3 separate regions of the Mus musculus genome follow, and all the other regions are linked to region 1. Evidence: chromatin contacts called from public ChIA-PET data. All regions are on one chromosome and are shown on one strand. The core of a region is the stretch at or near the end of the contact, and the rest is flanking DNA. Distances in the headings are between cores, read along the strand shown.

Region 1 (3,291 bases), core at 474-2,973:
GTATTCTACGTCCCGATTTGATGTTACCTCCATTTGCTCTCTCGGCCTATCAATCACTATGGCTGTATGTTCTCAGTACCTTATTAGATACACTCTGTCAATTATCTGTTGCTTCCACCTGTCTACTATTCGCTACTGTTCTTTTACTTTGGTTTGTTAGCTGTACACTTTATAAGTTCATTTAAATCTGAAGGTGTGGCTATAGCAGACCATTCTCTGGATGTGTTCAACACACACACACACACACACACACACACACACACACACACACACACACACTTCCTCTCTCACTTTACTTGCAATCTCAGCACTAGAGAAGGAGACAGGGGATCCTTGCTGCCCGGCCAGCGTAGCCTAATCAGTGGGCTCAAGGTCTCCAACTCAAAGACAAGGCAGATGGCTTTTGAGAAATGACCCCTTGTCTTAGTCAGGGTTTCTATTCCTGCACAAATATCATGACCAAGAAGCAAGTTGGGGAGGAAAGGGCTTATTCGGCTTACACTTCCACATTGCTTTTCATCACCAAAGGAAGTCAGGACTGGAACTCAAGCAGGTCAGGAAGCAGGAGCTGACGCAGAGGCCATGGAGGGATGTTCTTTACTGGCTTGCTTCCCCTGGCTTGCTCAGCCTGCTCTCTTATAGAACCCAAGACTACCAGGCCAGTGATGGTCCCACCCACAAGGGGCCTTTCCCCCTTGATCACTAATTGAGAAAATGCCTTACAGTTGGATCTCATAGAGGCATTTCCCCAACTGAAGCTTCTTTCTCTGTGATAACTCCAGCTGTGTCAAGTTGACACAAAACTAGCCAGTACACCCCTGATGCTGACCTCTTACCTCCTATACATATGCACAGGCACCCATGCTCACATACAACTGCATACTCACACACCAAATATATATGTATTTTTTTTAAAAATCCTGACAGTAAGGAAAAGATGCTAGAGAAAAGAATTTATTCAGATTATCTTAGTAAGATACGTTACAAGTATTTGTAATTATAACTGTTCAAATAATAGAAGAGCTTTCGGGGTTAGAAGGACCACTGTACAAACCACAGCAATGTGTGACAGAAAACAAGATCCATGGTCAGATCAACAAAGATAAAGATTTCCTGCACATCACTTTCTGAGGCAAGGATGCCGTGGCTGCGGTGAGTCTGAGAATGTCATGTTTTCTCAGTGTGCATACTGCTGATGAAAGTGAGGCTTTACAGCACAGACTTCATGGGACAATCTCTTCATTTCAAGGCACAATGAAGCAATTAGGAAAAGCCTTAAATGTGGACTCTTAATTAGGCTTCATTCTCTACAAGTTTTTAAAACTAAGTGATCCTCCCCCACACAAAAAGAACTTTTAGCTGAAAGAGTAAAAATAGCGGTTTCTTTCAGAAAGTATTGTTTACAAAATAATTTTGCAGGAAAAAAAATGTGTGATTTTGAAAAAAAAAAGAATAAGCCTCTTCACCATCCTCCTTCTGCCTTCAACAGAATTCAAATTTAATTATGGCTTTCAAGACTGAAAAAAAGAAACTACATTGTTTTTCAACAAATACTCATTAGTTCTTAGCAACATGACTGAACACAGGCACAAGCCTTTGACAGGGTGAAGGCTATGAGCATCTTCTGACATCATAGACAGAAAATGATGAGCAGGCCCATACTTCACAGACGCTGTGAGTGAGGCTCTGACATCAAACACAGGAAACATGAACAGTCTGTGACGTCATACTGTCACTAGGTAAGAAGGCCCTGACACTGCGTTGCTGGGATACAAGCAGCTCTTAACATCATATGCTTGAGTATACGTGTTCTTCTACATTACACAGAACTGCTCAGAAACCTCAAGCTTACCTCATTCCTTTAGAGGGAAAGCATCAGAGACAGCCTCGTGCTTCATGGAACTTAGGTTTTAGCAAGGAAGTCACACCATTCATTAATAAAGAAAGAAAAGAGAAACCTCGAGGCCGAGGGGAGGAAGCACACACTCAGGCAGTGTGAAGGGCCTTTGAAAATGCAGTTCAGAAACCTGGATGATGTAAAGAGGCCATCCGTGAGGTCCAAGGGAATCAGAAAGGGGCAAAAAGCCCCTGCTGGCCACAGCAGTGTGGAGAAGGAAGTGGAGTGCAGGAGAAGAACAGTCATCAAGCACTAGGGCACAAAGCTCAGATTGCATGCAGCTGGTTAGAAGCCACTGAAAGATCTGAAGGATAGGTTGGCTTGTATCCAAACCTTTCCCACCCCCTGGGGACCTGGCACTAAGTCTTGGGAATGTGGACTGTCCTTCAGCAGATATAGCCCCAGTAGACACTGGGCTCATTTTGGGGGCTGGGGGGGGGAGAAGGGGGTCAGCTCTTCCAAAATCTCATTTCTGCAGAGTGTGTGCTATACGACTACCTCTATCATAACAGAATGTAGATTCCTAGCTAATTGGAGTACCGCAGCCTGAGTTTGAATTCTGGCTCCAGGAGTGATGGGCTCTAAGGCATGAAAGGCACACTTACATATCTGTCAGCCTCACCTAGAAAAAAAATGAGGTTCTAACAGAACATATCTCTCAGGGTCTCATTGCAAGAAATAAAACATTTGCCAGGAAACCCAGTAAGTCCCTCAAAAGCATTTGTCAAACTGTGGAACAAAATTTAGCTGAGTGTGCACATCAATGAGGGATGAGTGAAGGGGAACTATGTGGGAGGGAGGAAGAGGCATACAAAGGGGAAAGAACGGTAGATAATCTAAGACAGAAAGAATAACACTAGGTGGACGGTCCCATAATGAGTGTCCCGCGTCATTCATAACAAAGCAGGTCTACATTCCTGAGAAAGGAATGGTTTAGAGAAAGAACAACAGAGAAGATGGGGGAGAGAAGGAAAGGGGGAGAGAAAAGACAGAAGGAGAGAAAGAAGGAGCAGGTTGGATGGGGACCCAGGAGAAAGTGGAGACAATGACTGAAACCAGAAAAGCTGTCAAAAGCAGCTGTCAGTCAGTCTCTGAGACACAGATGCATTGCCCACTTCCCCTCAGCTATGCTCTGCAGGGAGCTAACGTTTCTTCTCAAAGAATTGTTTGAAGGCCCTCCCCAGAGCAGACAGGGAATTGCTAAATATCACCACCAAGGGTCGTTTTTGTTTTGTTTTGTTTTGTTTTGTTTTGTTTTGTTTTGTTTTGTTTTGTGCCAGGTAAGCACTGCGTTTAGTTTGACTCACCTTCCCAGAGATCTCAAGCTGTTTCTTGTCCTTCAAGGCTTGGCCAGACAACAGCTTCATTTCAATAATTCCGCCCAATACAATGAG
Region 2 (3,291 bases), core at 305-2,804, 380 kb after region 1:
GAAGGACATTTCATATTCATCAAAGTAAAAAATCCACCAAGAGAAAGTCTCAATTCTGAACATCTATGCCACAAATGCAAGGGCATCCACATTCATAAAAGAAACTTTAGTACAGCTCAAAGCACATGTTGCACCCCACACAATAATAGTGGGAGACTTCAACACCCCAACCTCATCAATGGACAGATCATGGAAACAGAAACTAAACAGAGGCACAGTGAAACTAATAGAGGTTATGAACCAAATGGATTTAACAGACATTTACAGAACATTTCACCCTAAAACAAAACAATATACCTCTTCTCAGCACCTCATGGTACCTTCTCCAAAACTGACCATATGATTGGGCACAAAACAGGCCTCAACCAATACAAGAAGACTGAAATAATCCCATGCATCCTATCAGACGATTACGAATTAAAGCTGGTCTTCAGTAAGAACCAAAACTACAGTAAGCCCACATACCCATGGAAACTGAACAACTCAAGTTGGTGATGCTTACCTCTGTAATTCCTGACCTCTTTCCTAGGTTTCCCATTTCCAGGGTTGTCTCCATTTGTGTTTTCTTTATTGTTTCCACTTCCACTTTTAGGTTTTGACTGCTTTATTCAATTCCTTCATCTGTTTGATTGTGTTTTCCTGTATTTCTTCCTTCCGTGGGGCCTTCCAACTGTGGGGTCTTAAGAGGGGTAGAGGAGCTAAGTATCCGTTGCCCTGGCTGCAGTAGATCTCCTGTGAGGCCTTTAGACTCTTTGGTTTTCAGAGGAGCAGTCAACTTGTTGCCCTGTGTGCAGATGTTCTCCAGGGAGGCCTATGGACTGTGGTTTCTGTTCCCCTGTGTACAGAACTCCAGGGAGGCTTTCAGACTGTTGGGTTACTTGCCCCAGTTGTCAGAACTGATTCTATCCTGTGTGGAACCTGGGGCTTGAACACAGGTTGTTATGCTTGGTGGCAAACATCTTTACCTATTGAGCTATCTTTCCAGATTTAAAATGTCTTAATAAATGTTGACAGATTAACAAATAAAAGCAACAGTCTCTAATTCTAAAATGGGAATTTTAGAATTCTAATTCTAATTTTGGAAAAATGTAAAAGTAATACAGTGAATAAAATTTTCATGTGTCCCTAAATTTATGCCCAAGAAAAGTAGAGAAAAAAAAATCATGTGTCATATGCAAGAACATTTTTGGGGAAAATTGAATTTTACTCCATTTTGTAAAAAGCCAGATATGTATTAGGTTAATGTGTATGTGGTTAAAGGTTTTAATACATTTCTTTAAAAACAGTATTTCAGTAATAAATTATGAGAACTTAACTTTTCTTTAACATTAAACCTTAAGTTTGTATCCTTTATAATAATCATCACTAGGATTGTCATTTTGCCCAAATCCCTAGAAAGAAGCAACTTGAGAGAAGTGTCCATTGTGGCTTATCCCCAGGAATGTAGCTTATCGTGGTGGCAGCAAGAGTGTGAAGCAGGCTGGTTACACTGCACTGCCAACCTAGAGAAAGAGTGCCAACCTGAAGCCCCACCCACAGTGACTCACTGTCTCCATCAAGGCTCTAGCTACTAAAGAACCCACAACTTCTAAAACAAGGCTACCAACTGTGGACTGAGTGTTTAAACATAGGCACGTATGAGGAACGTCTCACATTCAGGCAACAACCAACCACATGACAAAGAACGTGCATATACACTCTGCAAATCCCACGTGAATGCACCAAAAACCTAACAAGCATACAGGGTCAAAAGCTTAGTTTGTTACTATAATGTGATATCTGAGGATAGCCATTCAAGCCAACAATGGTTACATTAATTTAGAAGAGAAAAGTTTTGGAGAAAATTTAAAGAGTAATATTTATTTCAGAAACTAAATGTATTCAAATACTACTATAAAACAAAGTTATTTTCCAAATATTAATGCTAATGAGTTAAAAGTAGGGAAAATGTCATTTTTTAAAACAATTTCTTGTGTATGGGTGTTTTGCCTACACTCTTATGTATATAGACACGTATGTATATATACTACGTGTATGTAGTGCCTGTGGAAGCCCACTGGAACTGAAGCTACAGATAGTTGTGAAGTACCATGTGGTTGCTGGGAAAGGAACTCAGGTTCTCTGGAAGAGCAGTCAATGCTTGTAAGCTGAGCCAGATTTCCAGTCCCAATTTACACTTCTTATCCAGCTGCATGGCTTGCAATGTGTCACTAACAAAAATGTAGTTAACTTATTTTTGTCCTAATCACTTTTTTTTGGCAAGAATAGGGGACCTTTTCCCATATTAACAATAATACTATTTCAAATATGTTTCTATGCTCTGTTCCCTGCTCTTTTCTAACAATAAAAAAGAAATATAACAACTTAAGGGAAAGGTTAAGTTTAATAATGAACTTTCATGTATGTATTTCATAGCATTTTATAGTGATTGTATATGAAAGCCAGTGGTACTTCTAAGCAAGCACAACATATTTTAATTAAAAAAAAAAAAAGGAAAGGAAATCACTTTTGTGGTTTCTCTCTTCCTGTCAACTGTAATGCTAAGTGAAGGCCCCAAAGTAATTCTGATTGGAGAATAAAGATGCCAACAGCCAATAGCTGGGCAGAAGAGACACAGGTGGGCTTAGAGAGACCACAAGGAGAGAGCAGGAAGAAGGCACCAGGAATACAGGAAGAAGTATTGTGTGAAATGTTAAATGGTAATCCACACTATCACTGGCAAGGCACAGGAGGCCAGGCCAGGCCAGCCAGAGTTCTCCCACTAGGATGCTAAGTTCCCATGGTGGGATGTTGCCACCCATGGCCCACACTTCCCAATTCCCGTTGCTGGCTGGGGTGCCCTGTCGTCGTACTTTTCTCTGGATCCCAGTTGAGACTCCACTTGAAGAAAAACCACACAATCTTAGCTTAGGATCAACGGGTAACACAATGCTGGGCACAGAAACTATCTTCATAATTTTGTAAGCTACTTTAAGTTATATAAATTAAGTTATATATATTCTAACCTGATGTGTGTGTTTGTGTGTTCTGGGTACCTACATTGTGCCTCCAAGCTCTCTCTGGTCTAAAAGGAAGTCTTCTTTCTTCCTCTCCCCAACTGGGAAGTTCCACCTACTCCTCACCCAGTGATTGGCCCCTTGAAATCTTTATTCATTAGGGGAAGGTTCTGCCACAAAGAACATGCAGGATGGAGGCGAGCCACCATGGGCTAAGGGCCAAGAGAACATGGCCCAGAGGGCTGCCCCACTGGAGTTAGGAGTAACCCAGGGGGAACATAGTAAACAGTATGTG
Region 3 (3,291 bases), core at 269-2,768, 260 kb before region 1:
GTTTAGGATTCCCCATGACTGCCAGGTGGAGAAGTTCCCTGTGTGTGGTACAGGCTCTTCCCACAAGGTAAGAAACCCAGCTCTACAGTAACCACAGCAACTTTCAAAGGCTGACTGCTCCTATCAGGGGTCAGGGGGTCTACAGTCACCAACGTCATTTACAAGTGGGGGGGGGGGGAGGGTAAGAGAGCTACAGGTTAATCTTGCCCTGACTTCTGAGAAAGTTTTATGCTGAATACAGAGTTTCTTGATTGTCCCCAAGGCAAGGGGGCTGGGGGTGGGGAGCAAGTTTCAGAAAGTTAACGCTAAGTACAGAGAAAGACTTTTGTTGACTGCAGGCCAGAGGCTCTATCTAGTCAAGCTTCTAGAAAACGGTTAGTGCCTCTGCCTATTTGAGAGCTGGGACCCTTTGTTTGATCACCTCCTGGGATTGTGGCCAACATCCACCTTCATGGAGCTGCTTCACATCCTCATCCTCTTAAGAACTCTAGGTAAGCAATCATCAGAAGCAACCCTGGGCTCTCGATGCACTCCTGAAACCACTAAAGCCCTGGACGCACACCTGAAGTGTGGAGCTGGAAAGTGCGCTTATGCAACCTTCGCAGGACTTTCCCTCCACGGTGGGGTTTCCGCACTCTCCGTAAGGGCTTCCCACAAACTGCCCAGAACTTTCTGAACTTTTCTCCACTCCAAACTGCTCTTGGTGCAGAGTGCAGGGCAAACATCCCAAGAGAGGGGCGGGACGGCAAGAACAGTTCTTCCCACTTCCAAGTACCCTCCAGGCAGGCTGCAAGGAGCCAGCGGGGTGGAGGGAGGCGGGATTCTCGCACTCTGGCCCGGGGCCCACTCCCGCACTCACCTTGGCAGACGTCTCCCCGAACAGAGGTCTGTTATCCAGGCCGCTGGTCCCGTAGGTCCTGGTAGCAAAGTCCTCCATTTTAGGGCTGCTTCGCTCGTCCCCGGACGCTCAAAAGCGAGTCCGCATCAGCTCGCGAAGTCCGGACGCCCGCCCCTCACGGCGCACGCATGGCCCGGGCCCTGGGGGGGTGGGGAGGGCGGGAAATCCCGACGGGGCGACTGTCACTCCCGGGGGCCCCTGGCCGCTCCGCCCCAGCCCCGCCGTCCTCATCTCCAGCGGCCGCCGCGGGAAGTGAAAGGAAACAAACAGCGCTTGGCCGCCGCCCCGCCCGCGCCCGCCGCCCCCAATCTCGGCCGGGGCTCCACCGGGAGAAAGTTTGCCTGGCGCGAGTCCCCCGCGCGGCGGGGCGGCGGGAGTGAAGTTGCGGGCCGGGCGGCCCCGCACACCACCCTAGCTCGGCTGAGAGCTCCGCATCCGCCCGCTCGCGTCCCGTCCCCCGTGCTCCCCGCAGCCCCGGCTGCGCCCGCAAGCCAGACCTCGGCGTCCCGCGCCGCGCGCGCGGCGGATCCAGGCAGCGGCCGCGACCCCGAGCCGTGGCCCCCACACGCCGGCCGGACGCCGGCGCCGTGCGGCGAGTCCCCCCGGGCTCTCCGGTCCGGGACCTGCGGCCACTGTCGCAAACCGGTCGGGCCCGCCCAGATCGCGTCACGACTCAGGCAGCCAATCCCACGGGCAGAGGCGCCGCCTGGGCTGCAGAGCTTTATTTACAGAGGTGCGGGTCGTCCCACCGAGGCGCGGGTCCCCGCTGCCAAGCGTTTCTCCGCCTCTTGGCAATTGGCGGCTGCGCGGTGCACGTAGTGGCTAAAGCAGGGTTCTGAAGACCGACTCGAATTTGGCGTCTTAAAACCCGACAACCTGCTTCGACCACTCCAGGATTTGGATGTGGACACTTTACAGTATCGGAGGCAATCGTGTATGCGTGTTTTATTCTGTATTACACACAGAATAAGAGGTCCTAGTTTACATAAACAGTTAGGTATTTCGTTGCCTGGTCCAGTGGGGGTGCTGCCACAGGCCAGAGCTTCGCATCTTGGGCCTTTTTGGAGTCTTGGGGCTTAGAGAGCTGAATGGAATGGACAAGCTGCACAAGTACCGTCGCTCTACATTTGAAGTTCTTCCTAAAAGCTAAAAACCAAACAACTACACTAATAGGATTGGGCTGACACTAATACCTAGCTAGATTCAAGAAAGTTCGGAAAGTGTTAGTGTGCAGGAGACTCTAAGCTGAAGCGATACCTCCACGAACGCTTAGAATCTAGACATGGGTTCCAGTGCCACGCAACAGTTTAGAACAAGGGATGGAATAACAACCACAACGAACTTCCAGCCCTGAGTACACGTAAGTATTATACATATCCCCATTGCCCAATCATTACACGTGTTTTACAAATTAGCTGTTTACTCGCGACTTTACCTTAACAACAGCAATACTACATAATCCAGCACCCACTTCTATTAAAAGTTCTATTTAAAGATTCATATTAAAAGGTCCTACAAATTAATTCACTTACTTATATTCAGTTTCATTCAACAAAAAATATTTTTGAGGCTCTAGGCTGTAATCCTTTGAATATTAGGGACAGTCTAGACTAAGTAGCAAGACCCTGTCTCAAAATAATAAAATAAAAACTAACAATACTTTGAGAATCTGCTGTGTGCTAAGCAACTATCCACCAAAATAACACAGTAATTATGGGCCTTGGTCAACAACCCCAAAAGATGCCATAATACCAAATTTGATATACAGTCAAATCAAAATCCATAAAGTCTAAAATTCTGAAAGGTTAAAGTTCTGGAAATATTATTCTGGGAAAAAATAAAGACTTTAAATACAAGTATATTTTTTAAAGTATAGTTATTTGAGAAACAAGAGAACATATAGGCAACGTTTTATAGTAAAATAGGTAACATACATATTTGGAAATTATATTCACCTCTGTGCTCTGCTGCTGTGGTGACTGGGTGGGGAGGAAGCATTTAGAATATTCATATTTAGGTCACAGGCCGGGCAGAAATCGTTCTGTCGACTGAACAGAGTAACTCTCTCCTGGTTCTACTTGTACATAATTGTTTTCAAACCAGAAACCTCACTGGCTCCTCGGGAAAATATTACTTTGGTTCACCAAAAACTACTAAAACTTTCAGGGACTGCTCATCAGCTAAGCATGCTTATTGCTTTTGCTGAGGGCCTAGGTTTGTTTCCTAGCATCTGCATGTGGTTCACAAACATCTCTAATGCCAGTTAGAGTTAGATGACATATTTCAAAAGATTTTATTAACTGTGTGTGTGCATGTGCATGCATGTGCTTCCACATATGTGCTTCCAGCCAAGGAGGCCAGAAGGGTGTGAATTTCCTTCAATATGGAGTTAC

Evidence for each region. ChIA-PET counts read pairs in DNA pulled down with a chosen protein or histone mark.
Region 2: an RNA polymerase II ChIA-PET map of memory CD8 T cells shows a contact between it and region 1, with 23 read pairs. The contact joins two enhancer-like sites. A contact is called at or near these places in 1 of 15 datasets of contacts at CTCF or cohesin (large pre-B cells), 1 of 484 Hi-C or Micro-C datasets (bone marrow-derived macrophages), 4 of 115 datasets of contacts at active chromatin or transcription factors (effector CD8 T cells, embryonic stem cells and memory CD8 T cells) and 3 of 9 other capture datasets (adipose tissue, embryonic stem cells and pancreatic islet).
Region 3: a contact with region 1 is called in an RNA polymerase II ChIA-PET map of memory CD8 T cells, with 46 read pairs. The contact joins the promoter of Tmem243 here to the enhancer-like site in region 1. A contact is called at or near these places in 4 of 39 promoter capture datasets (the 3T3-L1 cell line, the C10 cell line, embryonic stem cells and 1 more), 1 of 15 datasets of contacts at CTCF or cohesin (the NIH/3T3 cell line), 1 of 484 Hi-C or Micro-C datasets (embryonic stem cells), 6 of 115 datasets of contacts at active chromatin or transcription factors (effector CD8 T cells, embryonic stem cells, memory CD8 T cells and 1 more) and 4 of 9 other capture datasets (adipose tissue, embryonic stem cells, liver and 1 more).

Annotation. Positions count from the first base shown.
Region 1 is chr5:8,837,708-8,840,998 of GRCm38.p6, reverse strand. Abcb1b (ATP-binding cassette, sub-family B (MDR/TAP), member 1B) reads right to left here. Exons shown (of 28, transcript NM_011075.2): 21 at 3,205-3,291. Among named protein-coding and RNA genes, the nearest start is that of Gm5106, 41 kb to the right of the region's middle. Within about 2 kb of position 1,723, at least 29 of the 459 cell types and tissues checked have an H3K27ac peak or open chromatin away from gene starts, as enhancers often do. A contact at or near this core is called in effector CD8 T cells and memory CD8 T cells, where this site is marked.
Region 2 is chr5:8,455,019-8,458,309 of GRCm38.p6, reverse strand. No RefSeq gene overlaps it. Among named protein-coding and RNA genes, the nearest start is that of Slc25a40, 34 kb to the right of the region's middle. Within about 2 kb of position 1,554, at least 51 of the 459 cell types and tissues checked have an H3K27ac peak or open chromatin away from gene starts, as enhancers often do. A contact at or near this core is called in effector CD8 T cells and memory CD8 T cells, where this site is marked.
Region 3 is chr5:9,098,964-9,102,254 of GRCm38.p6, reverse strand. It overlaps Tmem243 (transmembrane protein 243, mitochondrial), which reads right to left and starts at 1,518. Exons shown (of 5, transcript NM_001081029.1): 1 at 1,396-1,518; 2 at 860-1,038. The coding sequence starts at 937.